2 separate regions of the Gossypium hirsutum genome follow, and region 1 is linked to region 2. The links are chromatin contacts, called in public Hi-C maps. All regions are on one chromosome and are shown on one strand. The core of a region is the stretch at or near the end of the contact, and the rest is flanking DNA. Distances in the headings are between cores, read along the strand shown. Region 1 holds the start of LOC107935256 (protein CROWDED NUCLEI 4). Region 2 holds the start of LOC107935268 (malate dehydrogenase, glyoxysomal).

Region 1 (3,732 bases), core at 562-3,061, 170 kb before region 2:
ACAATTCGTCTACTAAGGTCATCTTCACGTGCTTCAACTTCTTGGAGTTTTCTCTTAGCATCACGTTGGATGAAGGTAGCTTCTGTCTGTAAAGACTCTGCTGCACGAAACTTTGCCTCAGCCTCTGAAAACTTTTTCTCAGCATCCTCTATCATAATACGTGCTTCAGCTAATCTACTTTCAGCTGCAACCTTAGTTTCAGCAGATTCTGTACGCATCTCATGCAAAGCCTTCTCGATCTATAAAATCCAACAACAAAGCCCAAAGAAATTTATGGTCCTCAAAGAGATGTAAAAAAAAAAACTACAAGAAAGAGAGACTTCAAATAATAACCATACGCTTGCTAGGCATTCTTTCTCAACTCCTAAAGCTTTCTTCAAACCATCCTCACGCTTTTTTGCTTCTGCCAGAGCAGATATATGTGCAGCTTGATCTCGTTTATGCATTAGCTCGGTTGCTTCAGCAGAGGCTTTAATTTCTTCATACTTGGAAGCCAATTCCTCTCTTTCCAATGTAAGAAGGCCCATGTGGTGTTGGTGGTCAGAGAGCTACATACAAGAATAAATAAATATTAAAAATATGTTAGTAAGCTGTGAGACAAGAAGCAGAGAATGAATGAAGATTTACAGCATGAACTTAAGAGCAACATGTGAATGATGCAAGGATCATCATATGCTAAAACAAAACTGCCTTCACTCCACACTCTTATCCTTTGTACAAAGCAGTCATTTTCAAATTAAGATAGGTAAATATCACAGCTTAATAATACACATCCATTGGAACTATCAAGAGCAAAAACTCATAAGGAAAAATATCCACATAAAAAGCACTCAACCCCAAAATAATGACACAAAGGCGAGAAAAACTGACCAAAACGAGGATGAAACAAATAAAAGAAGCTAGAAACAAACAAACCATGAATGTTCCTAAAAGCTCTTATAAACCTACAAAATTAACAACTCAATTCCATGGTACCACAAGCAGAAACAACACCTCGACCAAAAAGTGCAAACAGACAGGTAAATGAAAATCAAGTTTGTTCAATCAAAGCTCATACAATGTAAACACATGTTATGCAACTAAATTGGCATTTAGCGTTCAAGTGAAATACAAAATTTCTAACCACGAGCAATGTTCAAGACTTTATTTGGTTGCTCAACATTGAAAATTGACCCCATAAATCCCAGTAAAAAATCTAAAACTGAAATGCCTTATATATATATCGTCTTTTGTATCCATATTCACAATTCACAATTTAAATGTTCAAAATATACTAATACTCTTTTCTTTAACCTATTGCACCAAAAACAAAATAAAACCTTAAAAAAGGGAAATAAACAGCAAACCAAAAACCACGAAAATTAATTCAGATAAGCAGTATAAAGATTTAAAGCAGACCTCTGCTTCAAGCTTCGCAATATAAGCAATAAGGGCAGCTTTATCTCTCTTCTTGATAGATTCCTTATCGAATCCAGCTTCCTTGAGTCGCTTCCAGATCGTCTCATCACCAAGAGAACTCTTCGAAACCCTAGACCCCGGAGTTATCGACAAAGCCCTACCAGTACCCGGCGTGAACGGGCTCGCCATCTTCCAAGCCCGATCAACTCACCCTAAAACCCTAATTCCCGTACGATTTAGCTGGATTTGGTCGGATTCTTCACCCTTTTTTTGTATTCTCCGCTGAAAAGAGATAAAAGAATCGAAAGTAGTGAGTCACCGGGTCGCCACTGAGTCGGGTTTTTGTTCTTTAGAGAGGAAATCGCTAAGACAAAAAAGAAGTTTCTACTGTGGGTGAAATGAAAGACGGTGTCGTATTAGGAAATTTGGGCCGCCATGGAGGGAAAAGATGAGAGTAAAGATCCAAAGAGTGACAGTCAACGTTCCACGTCATCAATTTTTTTTATTTTTATTTTTTGCTTTTCTTTTAAAAAATATTAATCCACGGCTAGAATTCGTTGTAAAGATCCTCTTTGTGGGGCAACTTGTAGTTTACAATCAAATATTTTATCATGATTTGCCCAAAATTAATTTTTAATTTTAAGTTAAAATGTCCTCTAAGTCCCTATATTTTTTTAGGTTTAGAATTTAGTTCCTCTATTTTTATTTCAAAAAATTTAATCCCTCCACTTTTTAAATGTAAAAATATAAGTGTAATTGTTAACATTATTAAAAAAAATTCTATTAAATTCAAGTCATTACAACATCATTTTTTTATTATGTGACTACTAAATAAGTATTTTGTTAAACTAAGTCTTATTGGATAATATGTTTTGATATAACAAATTAAAGTGTTATTTAATAAAAGTAAAGTTGAGCAATTTCATAAAATTAAGTTGAAATGGTTTCAATTGAGTCAAACATTTTCAAATATGTTTTAATCATTTTCAAACAAGTTAGAATTGCTCCAGGACAAAAAGTATCAAAACTTTTTGTCTAAGTATCGATATTTTACAAGATATCGATACTAAATTGACATTATACCATTTTCAACCCCTGGTAGATATCGATCTGGTAAGATATCGATATTCCTGCTCCAACGGTCACTTAAATCAACGTTAATTACAAAAAATATCGATACTCTTTTAGTAGGTATCGATACTCGTTGCTACAAGTGAAGTTAATGACCCGGTATTTCATCCCTAATGACTATATTTATTTCTACAACAACTACAACGGTTGAAAATCAATTAGATGATATAAATAGTTTAGCAACAACAAGAGACATGTGCAAAGCTTAAAAGTTCAATCAAAACAACTTAGAACTTAATTGTTTCATATCTTTTTCTTGAAAATACTTGTGAGCTTTCATTATATTCATTTAGCTCAAATGTTCTTTTTTGTATTTGTACTTAATTGGCAAACATCCTAATTGTTTCTTTGTTTACTTATTTCTCTTTGAAAGAAGGTTTGTAACTTAAGGTTTGGGCAAAGGTTGTCAAATTAGTGAATTTGAGAAAATACTTTGGTAAGCTAAGGTAATAGAATAGGCAATTGGGGTCGAACCATTATAAATCATTCTATTCTTTATTGCATATTTTTCATTGCTTCCACCACAATTTCTAAAATGTCAATTCAACCTCCCTATCGATGAGTTCAAGGACAATTTCTAAAATGTCAATTCAACCTCCCTATCGATGAGTTCAAGTTGATCCTTTCAAGCTAACATATTTTTTTTTCATTCACACCAACAAAGTTGACAAAATAATTTTAAGGTGCAATTAACAATTTGACCTAAATTTTGAAATTTAAAAATATAGGGATTAAATTCTTGAAAATAAACAGACTAAATTTTAAATTTACAAAGAGCACAATGACTATGCTTTAACCTTAATTTTATGTTTATCTTTACTTACTTTTGATTAATCTGGAATTTAGAATTCATATCTAAATTAATTAGTTATATTAATTAAATCGATGAAGGATTTGGTTAAAATTATTAAATTGATCCATTAGCATTTATTGAAATTCATAACTGAATCCACTGACATAATTGAAATAAAACATGTCATTTTAATTTATTTTAAATATATTCATACTATAGCCGATTAAGTCGGGAGGACATGGGCTCAAGAGCGTTGAAGCGCATTATCCCCCTAATGAAAGGTTAGGGAGGGGCTATAGGCAGTTCTAGGCAGTATATAGAAAAAATAAAATACATTGACCAGAAAAACTGATTGGTCAACTCATATTGCAATGACATAGTGATCATATATAGAGAGAGAGAAATACATT
Region 2 (3,735 bases), core at 1,233-3,732:
AGTATAAGTTTCTTTTTTAATGTGTTCTAAATAACATAATATATAAAAATAACATAATATAAAGTATTATAAACTTAAAAATGGGTCAATTCGGGCTGAGCTTGGACCTTGTATGTTCAAGCCCGTCTCATATTTTAAACGGGCCTAATTTTTTTGCCAAAACTCATTTTTTGGGCCTAATATTTTTGTCCAAACCCTCCCAAATTTTGAGCGAGCCTTTGAGCCTGAATGGGTAGCCCAGCCCATGAATAGGTCTACTGTTAATACAATTATAATTAATTTGTTAAATTCAAGTTCATTCCAATTTCATATTTTTAGTTACATTAATACTAAGTAATCTTTTTGATCAAAATAATACACTAACAAATTTAACAACAAAATTATATAAATCTAATTATAATTAATCTAATGAAATTCTAGCTAATAATCTAATTTCTAATTTTCTATTACAAAAAATTAAAATGTCCCAACATTAAGACAGCCATCGTCACCAAAGTCAATTCCCCAAATAAATTCATGACATTGCAATCAGAAAACGACGTCATTTCTTTCTAGAAACCCTATTTATTCTTCTTCTGTGATTGTTAAAGCTTGGGACCAGAATGCCGACGTTTTGTCTATGTTGATTGTATAGGTGGGCAAAAGGCAATAGTGTTGTTGACGTATTACCAATGTTCAAATTGGATGAGTTTATGAAAATGGTGGAATTATTTATAAGGACATCAAGTATCATACCTATATTCAAATTACTTTAAGTTTTAAGAAATGCTAAGAGGAAAAAGGTGGATTATTTATTAGAATTTGCTTGTGTTGATCCACTTTGAGATGATAAGATTGGGTTTGGTTGATTAGAATTTCCGTATGGTAAATGCGTCGGAATTTGTGTTTCAAGATGATTTTCGATATTTAAGTTGACTTGTAACGGTAAAGCTTGAAAGTTTAGAGAAAGAAAGAGATGTATATATCTAAAGTATCTATTTATCTTATTTATTGTTCAAGCGTGTGACTGAGTTGATATCATAAGTCAATTGGACACCAATTTAATTAATAAAATTATTAAAATATCATTTCATATTTTAAATAAGTCATGTTATTATTAAGAAAAAAAAACTAATAAAAAAGTTGCAAATATTAATATTTGAACTCATACTTTTAACATCTATAAAATCTTATTCTTATCGTTTTAACTAAAGCTTTATTTTAATATTTTTATACATTTAAATGTCATTACACAAATTATTTCACCCACATTATTTGCATATTACATATGTTTTAAATATATTATTTCTATATGTATACGCGTGTGATAGAATTTCTAATATATTAGGATCTTTGATGTTGATTCTCTTTAGCTGGTAATGCTTGGTCATCGAATATCTTGAATTTCACCGCTTTTTGAGATGTAAGTTGCTTATATATATAATAATATAACAATTTTATTTATTTATTTGTATAATTACGTGTATTTTTATCAGTTTTATGGCCTAAGTTTAATTTTGTTCAAACTGAAGTGATGATTCTAAGATTTGAACTCAGTCGAATAATTGGGAAAGAAGTCTACTACTACTTTTTCCTGACCACTTGTTTTTAAAAACATGTATTTAAAATTAATATGAGCAATCAATACATAAAAAAGTAAATAGAATTATTTGTACCAAACATCCCCAACTTATGACCTTCATTCTGTATTAGTCTTAAACTTCAAAACATTCTAACTACATCTCTAAACTATTGATGTTTTATCAATTAGGTCCTTTTATTATGAAATTCGTTAATTTCACTGTTAAATGACACATCAGATCCTATCTGACATAATTTAAAATGAAAATTTTAATAAAAATGAATATTGTAAAAATAAATGTTTTAAAATCTTAATTTTATGGTATTCGAAACTTTTACAAAAATTTTATAGTGTACTATTTTTTCAGTTTACTTTATTTTTAATTTTTACTTTTAAAAGTTATTCAAAAACGTTCTATTTATTCATTTCAAATTTAGTTACATAAGATTTGATGTGTCATTTATCGGTTAATTTAACAATTTTAATAATGAAAAGACCTAGTCGATATAATATCAATAGTTTGGGAATGTAATGAGAACATATTGAAGTTTAGGAACTAATTTAAAATGAGACTCATAGACTAGGGATGTTTGGTGTAATTAATTTCAAATAATATTTTAGAAAAAATTGAATTGTCTTAACTTATATAGAACTCTTATCTAACACTTAAATAGTGCGAGTTTAAGCTATATCACCAAAGTTTTTAAAATTAAATCAATAGTTAAATCAACTAAATTATTAGTTCATCGATTTAAATAATTTAATTAAATAAATTATTAAAAAAATTTAAAAATAATTTAATCCAATTAAATTAATTTTTTAATTTTTGATCCGATGGATTGATTCGATTTAGATAACCATGGCAATGACCCCCTCCACCACTATCAAAAAGAAGAAATTTGAGCCTAAAGCCCTAAAGAGTTTTCTTGGGCTTCGAGAAGTACATGCATTCCTTGTCTAAATCGGGCCTAACGAGTTCATAAGAAATAAATCGGCGGATGATTTGAGATTTGACATTAGAAGAGATTCGTAGAAGTGGGGAAAGTTCTAACAGAATTCCCATTGCTTCCAAACGCAAAATTTTTAATTTTTTTCTGGGAATGTGCAGTTCAAGATAAGATAGCTTTACACGTTTCCCAATTCAGCAACCCATTTCTGCAACCAAAAACACAAGACACTCCATCAATTTATAAACTCGAAGCAATTTGAAGAAACCCCATCACTCATTTCACCTCCAATCCTCTTAAAAGCAGGGCATTCAATATGCAGGAGACCAATAATTCTCGAGTCAACCAACGAATTGCAACAATCTCGGCTCATCTCAACCCACCCAGCTTTTCCCACATGGAGGGTAGTTCGGGTTTGGGTCGAGCTGACTGCCGAGCCAAAGGTGGGTTAACTGGTTTCAAGGTGGCGATTTTGGGAGCGGCAGGTGGGATAGGGCAACCGTTATCATTGTTGATGAAGATGAATCCTTTGGTTTCTGTTCTTCATCTTTATGATGTGGTTAACACTCCTGGTGTTACTGCTGATATTAGCCACATGGATACTGGAGCTGTGGTATGCTAGTGTTTTTCAAGTTCCCTTTTACGTAAGATTTTCTTTATTGATTGAAAATTGAAATCCATATATAAGTTCTAATTAGTGGTGGAAATGGAATTGGTAGACTTAAGAGTATTTCTGGGTTGTTCTTGCTTGTTGAGTTGAATTTCATGTTGTTGAATGGGAATCAAGATAGAATTATGATCAAGCTGTAGTTAAGATAAAAACGCATCAAAATTCAACCTTGAAACCAATAGGCAATGAAGCTGACAACTTTACCCCACAAGTTTTATGCTTGATTAATATAATCCATATATAAGAATTATGGTTGTTCTTAGTAATGTTGTTGAATTTTTTAGGTACGTGGATTTCTGGGGCAACAGCAATTGGAGGAGGCTCTAACAGGAATGGACCTTGTAATTATTCCAGCTGGAGTTCCTAGGAAACCTGGAATGACAAGGGATGATCTTTTCAACATCAATGCTGGAATTGTTAAGACACTGTGCGAGGGAATAGCTAAGTGCTGTCCCAAAGCTATTGTCAATTTGATTAGTAATCCTGTTAATTCCACTGTTCCGATCGCTGCAGAAGTTTTCAAGAAAGCTGGCACCTTTGATCCAAACAGACTTCTG

The links. A called contact is a pair of places that touch in the nucleus more often than the background predicts.
Region 1: a contact with region 2 is called in a Hi-C map of leaf, with 3 times the contacts expected there. The contact joins the promoter of LOC107935256 here to the promoter of LOC107935268 in region 2. A contact is called at or near these places in 2 of 34 Hi-C or Micro-C datasets (both in leaf).

The regions. Positions count from the first base shown.
Region 1 is chrA02:104,614,655-104,618,386 of Gossypium_hirsutum_v2.1, reverse strand. It overlaps LOC107935256 (protein CROWDED NUCLEI 4), which reads right to left and starts at 1,811. Exons shown (of 9, transcript XM_016867825.2): 1 at 1,399-1,811; 2 at 339-548; 3 at 1-239. The coding sequence starts at 1,587. LOC107935273 (lysosomal Pro-X carboxypeptidase) reads right to left here. Exons shown (of 10, transcript XM_016867850.2): 10 at 3,687-3,732.
Region 2 is chrA02:104,442,021-104,445,755 of Gossypium_hirsutum_v2.1, reverse strand. It overlaps LOC107935268 (malate dehydrogenase, glyoxysomal), which reads left to right and starts at 2,482. Exons shown (of 8, transcript XM_016867841.2): 1 at 2,482-3,121; 2 at 3,463-3,735. The coding sequence starts at 2,825.